Regions from separate parts of the Mus musculus genome. Here all the other regions are linked to region 1. Evidence: chromatin contacts called from public Hi-C and promoter capture Hi-C data. All regions are on one chromosome and are shown on one strand. Each heading gives the region's core, a stretch centred on a gene start, on an enhancer-like site or on the middle of the called end of the contact. The rest is flanking DNA. Distances are from core to core; before and after follow the strand shown. Region 1 holds the start of Me3 (malic enzyme 3, NADP(+)-dependent, mitochondrial). Region 2 overlaps Me3 (malic enzyme 3, NADP(+)-dependent, mitochondrial). Region 3 has its middle 34 kb from the start of Prss23.

Region 1 (3,831 bases), core at 714-3,213:
ACTAAAAAACATTATTTTCATAACTACTTACAAAACAATAACTACTGGTTGGTAATGTACCCATACATCTAAGGCAATTGTTAGAATATTGAAGCCTATAGTAAGTAGTAATATATTACTTTGCTCACCATAAACCCTGTCTTTCCCCTCTTATGACAACTACAGGTTTATTGTGGGGACCAATGTCTCTTCTATTCTAAGACAATTGGTGAGGATGAACCTACCTTAAACCTTATCTTTAATTCTGGGTGAAGGCTCCAGGCTCCAGTTGGCTTAAGTTATTGGTGATTGACTTGGGTATGGGAAGAGAACCCCTACAGTGTGTGAGGTGGTCTACTCAGACTTCACATAAAGTGGCATCACAAAGCCAGACTAGAAACCAGAGCAAGACTGCACCGTCAGGGAGTCACCTCTGCTTCTCCATCAAGCCTCACCTGCAGCCCTTTCTCTGGATGTGATTTTGGTGAAGGGCTTTTTATTTGCTGAAAGAGGCTCTCACCTTCTAGCACTACTGAAGCAATTCAAACAGGCATGGATACCTTAAATGCTTTGTACCGGAGCAGAGTACCGGGAACTCAAGGTCTCTTTGGAGAGTAGGGGGTCAGTGTGACAAGTGAATCTGAGCACACAGACATTTTCCTTAGTTTCAGTTGATGCTGTAGGAAACAGCACTGCACAGTTGGCCTCACCCTTTAACATAGCATTTTCCATAGAAGTTGTGTCATTGGAATTTCACCATCCTGAATCAGAGAAACTACTAACATTTTTTGAGAACTTCCTGCATGAGGACTATTCTCACATTTTATTTGCAGTAATAGCTTAGCAAGCATTTATGAGAGCTTAAATATTAATTCAAATCCAGTGGTTTTGAAACTTTTTACAATAATCAAATGAGGTCATACTATTAGGCTGAAAAACGTTGAGCCTGCTAGTTAAACACGAGGAATTGTGGGGAGTGGGGGACTGGCTTGAGTCTTGGCTTCCAGTTTCTGTTCCTCACAATCCTCTGAACCAAAGATACAAACTTGATTGCTACAAGAAGGAGGTGTGCTCCTAGGTTAATATGCAGGTATCTGCAGTGGGCTGAACACGGCCAAAGCATTAGAGATCTGCATTTGGTCACCTTGGCTAAGACCCCTTTGTTCTGCATTCTGTTACAGGACTGGTTTAAATTAAAATCTTTAATTCTTCTTCCAGTACTAAAAGTTCTATAATTCTAGACTTTTCTGTCTTCCGGACTCATGTTTTCCCAGATATTCACCATATCATTAGCTAACACTTATTATCTCATTGGTGCCCGAGTCTGTGCTAAGAACTCTGCCTCCGTTTTCCTGTTTTTCCTTTTAAACCTTGCAACATTCCTAAGAAATCTCTAACAGATACTTTAATTCACGGAGGTCAAATGAATTGTCCTCAAGATCTGCTGGAAATCTGACTCTAGCTCAGAGGGACCATCGGGAATACTCACTGGGTCTGTATTGTTTTTGCTGAGGAAATTAAGGTCAGTAAAACTGATCACATCTCTCCATGTCAAGAGGGGGACGAAAAGGCCAAAGCAAACAGAGCAATATCCAGGAGGCAAAACCAGAGGGCTCTGGAAGGACGCCATAGGTTTCGTCCCAAGCCCAGGGGGCGGGGCGTCTTTCCCTGCTAACCACGGGATCCAACGTCCTACCCGGACCATTACCTTGTTGAGATGGGGGTTCCTGGTGACATCGTATCCGCGCTTCTTCAGGGGTACGGGTCGAGGCGGGCCAGACTTGGAGTGGCAGCCCTGGGCGGGCGCGGAAGGTGCCTGGCGCCGAAGACTGCTGCAGGCTATGCGAGGCACGGAGGTCAGCCGCGCGCCAGTGCCCAGCGCGGCGCCCATAGCCCTGGCACAGACCTGGAACCAGGGCGAGACCAAGGTCAGGGGTGCCCTCTAGGCAAGCCAGGTCCTGCGCGCCAGCAGGGCGCCGGACCTGAGCTCTCGGAGAGGCTGGGGGTTCCTGATGGAAGGCGCTAGCCTCCTCCCCTTGTCCGAGGCCACCTGCTCCTCGCTTGGTTGCGATGCTCACCCCTCAGCCAGCAAAGCGAAAGCAAGCCCAGAAAGCAGATCCCGTGCGGATGACAGCCCGTGCCTCCCTGCCCCCATATGGGAGAATACTCTCCAAGGAGTCCCCGCACCCTCAGTACCTGTGGTTAACCTTGGTTTCTCCTTCTTCCGCTTACCTGCCTAACTGGAGAAGCTGAAGTCTATGCAGTCCCACTGCGAGCAGGTGGGGCAAGGCGCTACTGTCCCCTGTCACTCTCTGGCCAAAGGCAGCACCTCACAGGCAGTGCTAGCTCACGGGACTGATGCATTCAGTAAAACAGTCTCCAAACCTTTCCTTGCGGGACCAGATTTTCCTTGAGGATATGCGCGGGGGCTCTTCATAACAAGACAGGATGAAGCTCATTTTCCTCCCACATGAGGGTTTTTGTGCTTTTGTACCCTGGCACTCTCTATCCAGAGGTCTGAATGGCACTTAGGGGAGAACACTTGAGGGTCAGCATGCCCCCACCTCTTGAGCAAGACCTGGGCAAGAATGCTGTCAGTATAGTAACCATTAGCCACATGTAGCTGTAATACTCTAAATAAAATACAATTTTAAATCCATTTTACAGTAAATAAAATTTCTAAATAAAATACAATTTTAAATCCCAGTCACAGTAAGTGCCTTCTTTTAAACCAGTTGAGACCATGTTTGAATGTATATAGGTACAGAACACTTCCTGCTTTGTAGAACGTTCTCTTCTGTTGATCTGCGTTCCCCACTTCCTAAGTAAGTTTCTAGGAACCCCATGGAACCAGCCATAGACCATAGATGTTAGGTCACTCACACCTTGATGTCCACTTCTCCCTGAATTTAAGTGTGTACTTCCTCCACTTAGTGTTCAAGAGATTCCTTCTAAAGGAAATACATCGCTCTGTGTATGGGATAACTCCTAAGTTGTCAGGAGGCCTTGGTTAAGCCCAGCCTGGCTCCTGCCAGCTTCTCATCTCATCCCACTTCACCTTGTGCTGTCCTTGAGGTCTCCTCTGACTTGCTTCTCCCCATTTCCCTGTCTTACTCACCTCCATCTCAGGGCTTTTGCCTCTGCTAACACTTTTACTGGGAACATCATATTCCAATCTTCTAAACAACTGCCACATCTCGTCTCTGAGGTTGCCCCTAATATGTCAACTTGGAAGCCATTATTCTAGTCATTCCCTTCAGTGCTGACCATCCCCAGGGGATGCATAAGAAAAGGGTTTTCCCCTAGGTATAAATGAACAAGTCATCTACTAGTTCATTGCTATTGTGGTATATTGCCTGCCTCCCCCTTATGATACTGGCTTCACTGGGCTAGGGCCTTTGCCTGCAGATCCCTTTGTTATCAGGTCCTGAAATGTCTTTGTGCAATAATAAATAAATAAATAAAAATAAAAAAGTAGCTGTTTGGTGAGGGAAGGTGAGTAGCTTCTCTGATCATCAGGGCTATGAGCTCTCAGAATGGCCACCAGACAGGTGGTGTGGTTCTTTCTCTCAGACTCCATCCCGTTCTCATGGCCCAACTGCAAGGCAGGGATGCTCCTGCTGTCAAGGTCCTCCTGCCTGGCCTCAGGAGTCCATCTCCTCAAGACTGGTGGGAATGAGTGCCTTCCTGAAGCCTCTCTCTTCAGTTATCAGCTGAAATGATCTTTATTTCAACTGTACTGGGTGAAGGCATGTCAGTTTTCTTCAATGGAGTGATATTTGGTATATGGGTCACACTCTAGGGCAGGCCCCACGCCCAGGAGTAGTTGGTCAGCTGGCCAACGCAGACTGA
Region 2 (3,831 bases), core at 978-3,477, 160 kb before region 1:
GATAAGGTCTAGAGGGACTCATCTGGCTGAGGGTGGTACTGGAGTCAGGGCCCCTGCTTCTGAATTCAGTCTTTCCCCACCTCTCTTGCCTGTCACTGTCTACCCCATGGCTTTCTGGCTTTCAAGAAAGCTCTCTTTCAGGCTCCCTCAGGGAGGAGCATCTGTGGGTGGAATCCGAAGAAGCTGCATTCCTTGCTTTCTCACAATGCTCACTCTTGTTTAGAAACCCAGACCATGGTGTCTAAGGAAGAGGAAAACAGTTTTCTTGAAATAAATCATCGTGGAATGCAAATGGCTGTAACCTTTTTGGCAATGTGAATCAGGAATCCGAACAACAGGGGCTGTGGAGATGGCTCAGCCCGTGAAGAGTTTGATACGAATTCACAAAAGCACTAGGATACAGAAACCACAGAAAAAAGAGCTGGGTGTGGCGGGGCACACACTGGGGAAGCCCACTGGCAGGTCCCCGGAGCTCACTGCCAGCCCACCCACGTGAATCTCTGAACCTCAGGTCCCAGTGTGAGATTGTCTCAAACATCAAGGTAGATGGCGTTGGAGGAGGAACAGCTCTAAAGGTTTTTCTCTGGCCTCCTCATACAGCTCCCCCAGTCCTTACATATACCCATCCTGTGAATCTAGACAACAACTAACTCCAATTAGGACCAAGATTTCTGCCTCTAGGAATTTGTCCTAAAGAAACAGTAGAGAGGAGAACAGTGACTGATTTGAAAATGGGCACCAGAGCACAGCTGAGCTCTAAGACGTCTGGAAACACCTAAATATACAGCTGTGCGGGGTGAACTGTGGTAAAACATGTGCCACTAATGCGGCACAGTGCAGTAATGATAAGGACATGAGAGGAAACATATCAAATTTCAAAAAAGCAGACTAAGGAATCAGACGGCAGGGTAACTCCATATTTTGTTTTTGTAAGGGTTTGGAGGAAAAAAGACTGGAAGGAAAAATATTAAAATGCAAAATATATATGCATATATATATATATATACACATACCCATATGGATATATATTAGCACTGATCATATGACTGATATTTTACTTTTAATAATTCTATGATTTTAATTTTTGAAAGACATACCTACACTGATCTTAAACTCCAAAACAAATGTTGTTTGGAAGGAATTCCTTTGAAATGTATTTTATAGACCTATGTGAAAATATCATAGTGGAACTCATTGTTGGTATAATTTGTATATTACAATACGATTATAATTTTCCAAACATGACAATTGGATGAAGATATATTTTGTTTCCTTTGTGAAAAGCAGAACAAAATAGTTTCAAATTTTTGAGTTAAACAGTTTTGAAACAAAGAGAGAGAGAGAGAGAGAAGGAATTCTTAAGACACTTCTTTTCTGCCAGCCACAAGGCCAAGAATTATAGGCAGAAAACAATGTGCCAGGGCAGTACCCAGAGCACACAAACTCTTGAGTGACAGGTGAACTTCCTCAGTGAGAAAGCCCTTGAATTCTGTAGGATGATCTCCCTGGAGCTTGGTTCAGTTCCTCTCACCTGATCTGCAGGATGCTCACCAGCTTGTCTCAGACTTTTCGCTGTGGTATCATTTTTTAAAAAAAAATTTTGGGTCACACACTAAAGCAACCTGCACTGAGAATGCAGAACACAGACTAGTCTGTTCACTGCCTGCTCTCTCAGAGAGCAACCCCAAGGAGGACTGCAAATTGCATGGGGTCCTGGAAGCAATGGAAGAAGTAAGTCTAGGGTATCTTGGGCACAGAAGAGGAAGATAAAAAAGAAAGGGAACTCAGAAGTAGAAGGGGATGGGAGAGTTGAGCAACTGGGAGAGTTAAGTCCTCTACAACTGCGTGGGAAGAATGGGGACCAAGAGGATGCTGCGAAATCAACAGCCCATGTGGATATAATTATTTTACCAGTGTGCCATCCCCCAACCTCATCTGGCCCAAGAGCTCCTGGCTCAGGCAGCCCGTTACCTCATTGTTGGTGCCAACATCTAGCAGGACAGGAAGGCACTGCTGTGGATTCACCCCTCCACATGCTGTGTACAGGGCCAGCTTGCCCACAGGGATGCCCATGCCGTAGCAGCCCAGGTCTCCCAAGCCCAGTATGCGCTCTCCATCAGTCACCACCACAGCCTGAAAAACACAGCAGGGCACCCTCAGTCAGGAGCACCACCTCCATGACAAAGTGCTCATTTCAAAGTCTCAGCAGTCAGGCCTGACAGTGGGATACCCGCTGACTTTGTTGGGAATAAAACAGCTTGTCTGGGACAAGGCCAGAGGATTCATCAACTGCAGGTGGCTGGTCCGTTCTGGCAATTGGGCAAGAATCCTCACAGAGGCCAAATGACAGAAAGACAGCGTTCCTTGCATTCTGAAGATTGGGTTGGGGGCTGCAGAAACAGCTGGAGAGAAATCACATCTAGCCCCTCTCTCCCCTCCTCCCTCCCTCTCTTCCCTCCTCCCTCCCTTTCTCCCCTTCTCCTTCCTTCTCTCCCCTCCTCCCTCCCTCTCTTCCCTCCTCCCTCCCTTTCTCCCCTCCCCCCTCCTTCTCTGAGAAACTGAACAATCTCAGACTGAAACTTGGGGCATGAGACATGAAGGAGGAGATCTAAGAAAAGAAGAAAAGGAAAGACAAGAAAGTCAAGTTGCCACTACAGCCACAGGATTTTGAGGGCAATGTGTAAAGAACAGAGCTTGCAACATTTCCTAGAATCACAGTTTCTTACGAAGTCAGGTAGATTCTTTGGTTGTATGGAGATTCCTTTTTGTCAAAGAATCACCGAGGGCTAATTATGTACTAGACACAGTTCTGGTACGAATTTTGCCTTTATCAGTAGACAGGTGTTGATGGAGCTCATGGTGATGACAGATATGACTATATGATCATGATGGATGCTCATTCTTCAGTTAAATATTTATGAAGCACCTGTTTGCTAGTAAGACATATCCTGGGGCGGGGGAGGGGCTTTTGTTTGCTTACCTATAAAATTAAATATGTGTAGACCCAAGTGAGAGAGGGAGCATATTTGTTAACAGTTAGAGCTTTCAGACAGAAGCCTGAGAGCAACAGGACAGTGCAGGGCAGGAGAGATGGAGATATTCCTGTAAGGCGACTCACTCTCGTAGGTTTTATAGATGAAGGGACACACCCACCTGGCATTGGACAGGAAGCAGCTGTGGGGTATAGGTAGAATGAAATACCTTTCACAGGAAGGAAGGTGAAGGCACGTGTAAAATGTGTGTGAAAAGGAAGGAGGTGTAAATCCTTGACTGGGAGAATAGGGAGTGAGGGAGAAATCAGTGAAGGGTCAGAAGTATCAGGCCAGGGGCAATCCCTTGCTGTCACAGTCAAGTTGTTTCTATGTCACTGTAACACTCTCACTATCATGGGCTCCCATTGTCTCTGTAAGAGTTAAGCCTATAGGCACCTGATTCATCTATTGAAATCTGGCTTTTGACCAGGAATGAAGACTAGCTCTGAGCTATAGATGTCTTGCATGACCCTGTAGTGCCAATGGGCTGTAAAGGCTTAGTTTGTCTATGCAGAGACAATGCCAGGATAAAGAGATTGAAGACCTGTTCTTGCCCTGGAAGAGCTTGTGATTCAATACACAAAGATGTCTTCCCACTTTTTTACTTCTCCAGGAGTGAAACACACATGAGCTACTCCTGCCATTCTGTAGAAAAAGGTGCAAAGATTGTAAAAACACTTCTCCATGTCAGGAAGTGAACTTTGAAGAGTGCAGCAGACACATGGAAATCATGCTATTTCCTTTTCAGATGGCTCAACAACTTTTGTGGTGAGTGATTACCACCCACATCCAATACTCC
Region 3 (3,831 bases), core at 379-2,878, 150 kb after region 1:
CAAAAACACATGCGTGTTCATAGCAGCCTTATTCGTAATAGCCAGAAAATGAAAACAACCTGTATGTCCCTCAACTGAAGAATGGACACAGAAAATGTGATTCATTTATGTAATGGAATACTATTCAGCTATTTAAAAACAAGAGCATCATGAGTTTTGTAGGCAAATGGATGGGATTAGAAAAGTATCATCCTGGGTGAAGTAACCCAGATGCAAAAGGACATGTATGTTATGTACTCACTAACAAGTGGATATTAGTCATAAAGTACGGGCTATACATGATATACCTCACAGACCCAAAGAAGTTAAAGAAGAAGAGAGGCCCAAGAGAGGATGCTTGAATCTCAACTCAGAAGGGGGAACAAAATAGTCATAGGAAGCAGAGGAAAGCAGGGAAGTGGGTACAAGAGGAAATGGGAGGGGAATGGATGGGGTGGTCAGGATCAGGTGTGAGACAGGAGAGAGGGAGCCAGAAGGCCAGGAGAATGAATCTACAGATGCCAGGGCTAGGGAGTGGTGGAGACTCTAGAACTCCCAGAGACTTGGGACATGAAAGGCTCTCAGGAGTCAATGCAAGTGACCTTAGCTGACATGCCTAACAATGGGGACATGGAACCTGAAGAGGCCACCTGACTAGCTAGTCAGGATCTCAAGTGGAGAGATAAGGACACCAGAACACCCACAAAACTTTTGACCCAAGACACACACACACACACACACACACACACACATTCATATTCTGAAGTATTAATGGCTGACTTGTTGCTATGGTGATCATAATACTCCATATAGAAAGCCAGACTCCTTCTGGGTGGAGGCTGGGGACACAGTGCATGCTGTGGTGGTGATCCCACATTCTTATTCTCCTACCTTCAGAGCTTTCCATAGCTACATTTGTGAAGGAACAAATACTCAGCAAGTCCCCATTCCTGTCATGATCTGACACACTGATGAGTTCAGTGTGTGGAGGTGTTCCAGGGTTTAAGACGTGAGAGCCAGAAATTTAGACTTTTGGGTCAGTAAAATTAGGTCACTTGGCTCTAGTGGGAGGATTTGTCAGCAGCAGGACTTTCCTGAGAGCAGAGGACCGAGTGGGTCTAGGGAGCATCTTCTGTAAGGAGGCAATGGTTCAACATCATCAGCACTTATAGTTAAAACATGTCCTGCCTAAAGAACCCATGGCAACTGACACTGAACACTATCTTGGTGGGACACAGTGTCTACTACTCCACGCAGATGAGGAAACTGGAATCAACCAGTGCTCTTAAGTCACTCCCCCGAGTTCATACAGAAAGTGGGTGACAGAAGAGTATCTCAGTCCAGTTCTCTCACTCCAGCTCGTACCGCCAGACTTTGTTTTTAGTGGAAAGGAAGCAGTCATATGTGTATTTGAGAATCACCCTTCAAGTATCATGGCAGGGACCCAGAACATTGACAAAAGATCACCCTAGCTAGGAATTCTGTAGTTTTGAAGACTTCCTAGAACTGAAGCCAGTCAGCTGAGTTCAGAGATACTGTGCTCCAAGAGAAAGAAAAAAACTCCAAATGCCGGCTGGAACTCCTCTGTACTCAAGATAACTTTCAAGCCAATGGATAAACAAGAGCTTTGGGCGGGTCCTTGATCTGTGAAAATAAATATGTGCTTTGTCAAAGGCCTGAGGGCACAGCCTCCACCCACCTATTCTCTGGGGCTGGGGCTGGGGAGGCTGAGCCTTCTGCCTTCCCCCACAGAGTGTCGAGGATGTCAGTTTAGAGGAGGCTCTCTGCTGCCAGCACTGTGGCAGTACTCAACTCTCACATCTACATATCCCCCAGTGTGTCAACCAATACTTATGATGTACCCACTATGTCCCAAACAATTAGATAGATGTGGACATAAATGTCCAAATTTCCCAAATGGGGCATCTATGCATATTTAGGGAAGGGAGATTCTAAATTACAAATCCCTAAGTAAAAGATTTATTCTATGGTGCAGCTGCAATGGCCAGTCTTCATAAAAGCACACCATTGTTAAACACTTTTCTAAGCCCCTCCATCTAAGTTAAATCATCCCTAACTTAAGAGATGTGAAACTTGACATGTAAAAAGTAAGCCTAAGTTATTGTCCAAGGTCAGCTTGACTGCTGGAGGAAAACTCACTTGAACAAATGTCAGTGTTGCTCTAGCATCTGTGTGGTCAGAGGCAAATCGCCAACCTCCCTGCCTCTCCATTTCCTCATCTATAAAATGAGACAGTGGTGTTTAATTTGAAGTGTCTCACCAGGTTCAGGATGCCTACAGATAGGGTGAAACTTTGCTTCTGGGTGTGTCTGTGTTTGCAGAACATTTGGTTATATAGGCCAGGCAGTGGAGCATAGGACACCCATCTCAGTGTGAGCTGCACCATTCTATTATCTAGTGGGATGGGGAAAGGAAGGCAGAAGAGAGTGGGTGCCTTGCTTGGTCTTCAGTGAGAGTCCACCTTTTTGTGACTGCTCTCAGGCCTCAGGCTCCAGCTTCTTCTGTCTTCACACTCAAGAACTTGTGGCCCTCAGAGCCCTGGAGACTCTAAGCCTGAGGCCTTAAATCAGGAGGTACATCACTGGTCCCCCGGTTTGGAAGCACTAGGCTTTTTCTAATGAGACAGCCACACTACTCATTTATAAGTAGCCTTTATACGCTATTTCAGCAACTGAGGTCGCATGAGCTCATCTTCATATGCTTGTAAGTTGTGTGTGTGTGTGTGTGTATTTCCTGAGGACCCTGTCTTATATTCGATATAATACTTTTATCTAACACTGATATAAGATTGAAATGAGTAAGTAAATGTAAGGTGCTTAAAAGTACGACACAAATGTATCCACGTTACATGTAAACAAAACATCTGAACAGGTCACACAAACCAAGCAGGACAAGAAACAGGATTAACAGAGACACGCTGGCCAGAAGAGCCAGGCAGACATCAAGGAAGGGGGACAGTTTAGCTTCACAGCAGGAGGGCAAGGAAAGGGGGTGCTAGGAGTCTGGGCTAAGTCTGCACTTGAAGGGATGGACCACATTAAAACCTTAGAAAGCCAGTGCTGATTAATTCTTCCCAGTATTCTATGAGATGTGTGAGTCCATTCAGAAGAAGAACCCCATTTGCTAAGCAAAATTAACTCATCCTGTTCTGTATAGAGGATTTCTTCCTGGGTGCATCCTCATGACACTGGATTAACTCCATCGAAACTTGCCCTTTCATCACAAACGACAGAAAACAAACAAACAAAAAGCTGCAAACTATACATGTGCAAATGATTCCAAATAGTACATTACGGGCATTATTAAAATATGACCCTTGCTCAGGCTAGTGTGCCGCATAGAAGAACTGCAGGACACGGGGCGATTCTCCTGACTTGAAGAAATAGATTCCTGGAAGCTGAAGAAATTGCATAGTTTAAAGTCAAAGAACCATGGAAGTTTTACATAAGCTGGCAAGGCTCTAGTTCTAGGATGTATTATATTAACTTTAAAAAGCAATGGCAGAATGTCATGCTATTCCTGTATAAGAAGAAGGGGAAGTTCAATATACCAATGTAATTTGGAGGGGAAAAAATCACAAGGAGAAGCATTAGAAATCTCTGTGAATCTGTGACTGAGAAATAAGGAAGGCACATGTAGAAAGAGACTCCGAGTGCCAGGAAAAAACCCAAAGAACTGCAAAGTAAGCAAGCCTCACAGCTGGCAAAGCTGCAGCTGGCTTCCATCTGGCCAGAGCGGGAAAGTCCCACCGCACATGAGGACATTCAGCAGGGCTCATGGAAGGGTGTGGTCCAGTAGGAGGGCTAAATTGGCCCTAGGCTAACACTCAGG

Evidence for each region. Promoter capture Hi-C pulls out the DNA fragments that hold promoters and counts their contacts. A called contact is a pair of places that touch in the nucleus more often than the background predicts.
Region 2: a promoter capture Hi-C map of neural stem cells shows a contact between it and region 1. The contact joins the enhancer-like site here to the promoter of Me3 in region 1. A contact is called at or near these places in 3 of 39 promoter capture datasets (embryonic stem cells, liver and neural stem cells), 2 of 484 Hi-C or Micro-C datasets (the HL-1 cell line and nephron progenitors), 4 of 115 datasets of contacts at active chromatin or transcription factors (craniofacial prominence, embryonic forebrain, embryonic midbrain and 1 more) and 3 of 9 other capture datasets (adipose tissue, liver and pancreatic islet).
Region 3: a Hi-C map of uterus shows a contact between it and region 1, with 3 times the contacts expected there. The contact joins the enhancer-like site here to the promoter of Me3 in region 1. A contact is called at or near these places in 3 of 39 promoter capture datasets (embryonic stem cells and trophoblast stem cells), 5 of 484 Hi-C or Micro-C datasets (the HL-1 cell line, the MC3T3-E1 cell line, nephron progenitors and 1 more), 4 of 115 datasets of contacts at active chromatin or transcription factors (embryonic stem cells, fibro-adipogenic progenitors, neural progenitor cells and 1 more) and 2 of 9 other capture datasets (adipose tissue and pancreatic islet).

Annotation. Positions count from the first base shown.
Region 1 is chr7:89,630,950-89,634,780 of GRCm38.p6, reverse strand. It overlaps Me3 (malic enzyme 3, NADP(+)-dependent, mitochondrial), which reads right to left and starts at 1,963. Exons shown (of 14, transcript NM_181407.4): 1 at 1,688-1,963. The coding sequence starts at 1,870.
Region 2 is chr7:89,794,922-89,798,752 of GRCm38.p6, reverse strand. It overlaps Me3 (malic enzyme 3, NADP(+)-dependent, mitochondrial), which reads right to left. Exons shown (of 14, transcript NM_181407.4): 5 at 1,972-2,133. Among named protein-coding and RNA genes, the nearest start is that of Ccdc81, 110 kb to the left of the region's middle. Within about 2 kb of position 2,227, at least 20 of the 459 cell types and tissues checked have an H3K27ac peak or open chromatin away from gene starts, as enhancers often do. A contact at or near this core is called in neural stem cells, where this site is marked.
Region 3 is chr7:89,481,833-89,485,663 of GRCm38.p6, reverse strand. No RefSeq gene overlaps it. Among named protein-coding and RNA genes, the nearest start is that of Prss23, 34 kb to the left of the region's middle. Within about 2 kb of position 1,628, at least 20 of the 459 cell types and tissues checked have an H3K27ac peak or open chromatin away from gene starts, as enhancers often do. A contact at or near this core is called in adipose tissue, fibro-adipogenic progenitors and uterus, where this site is marked.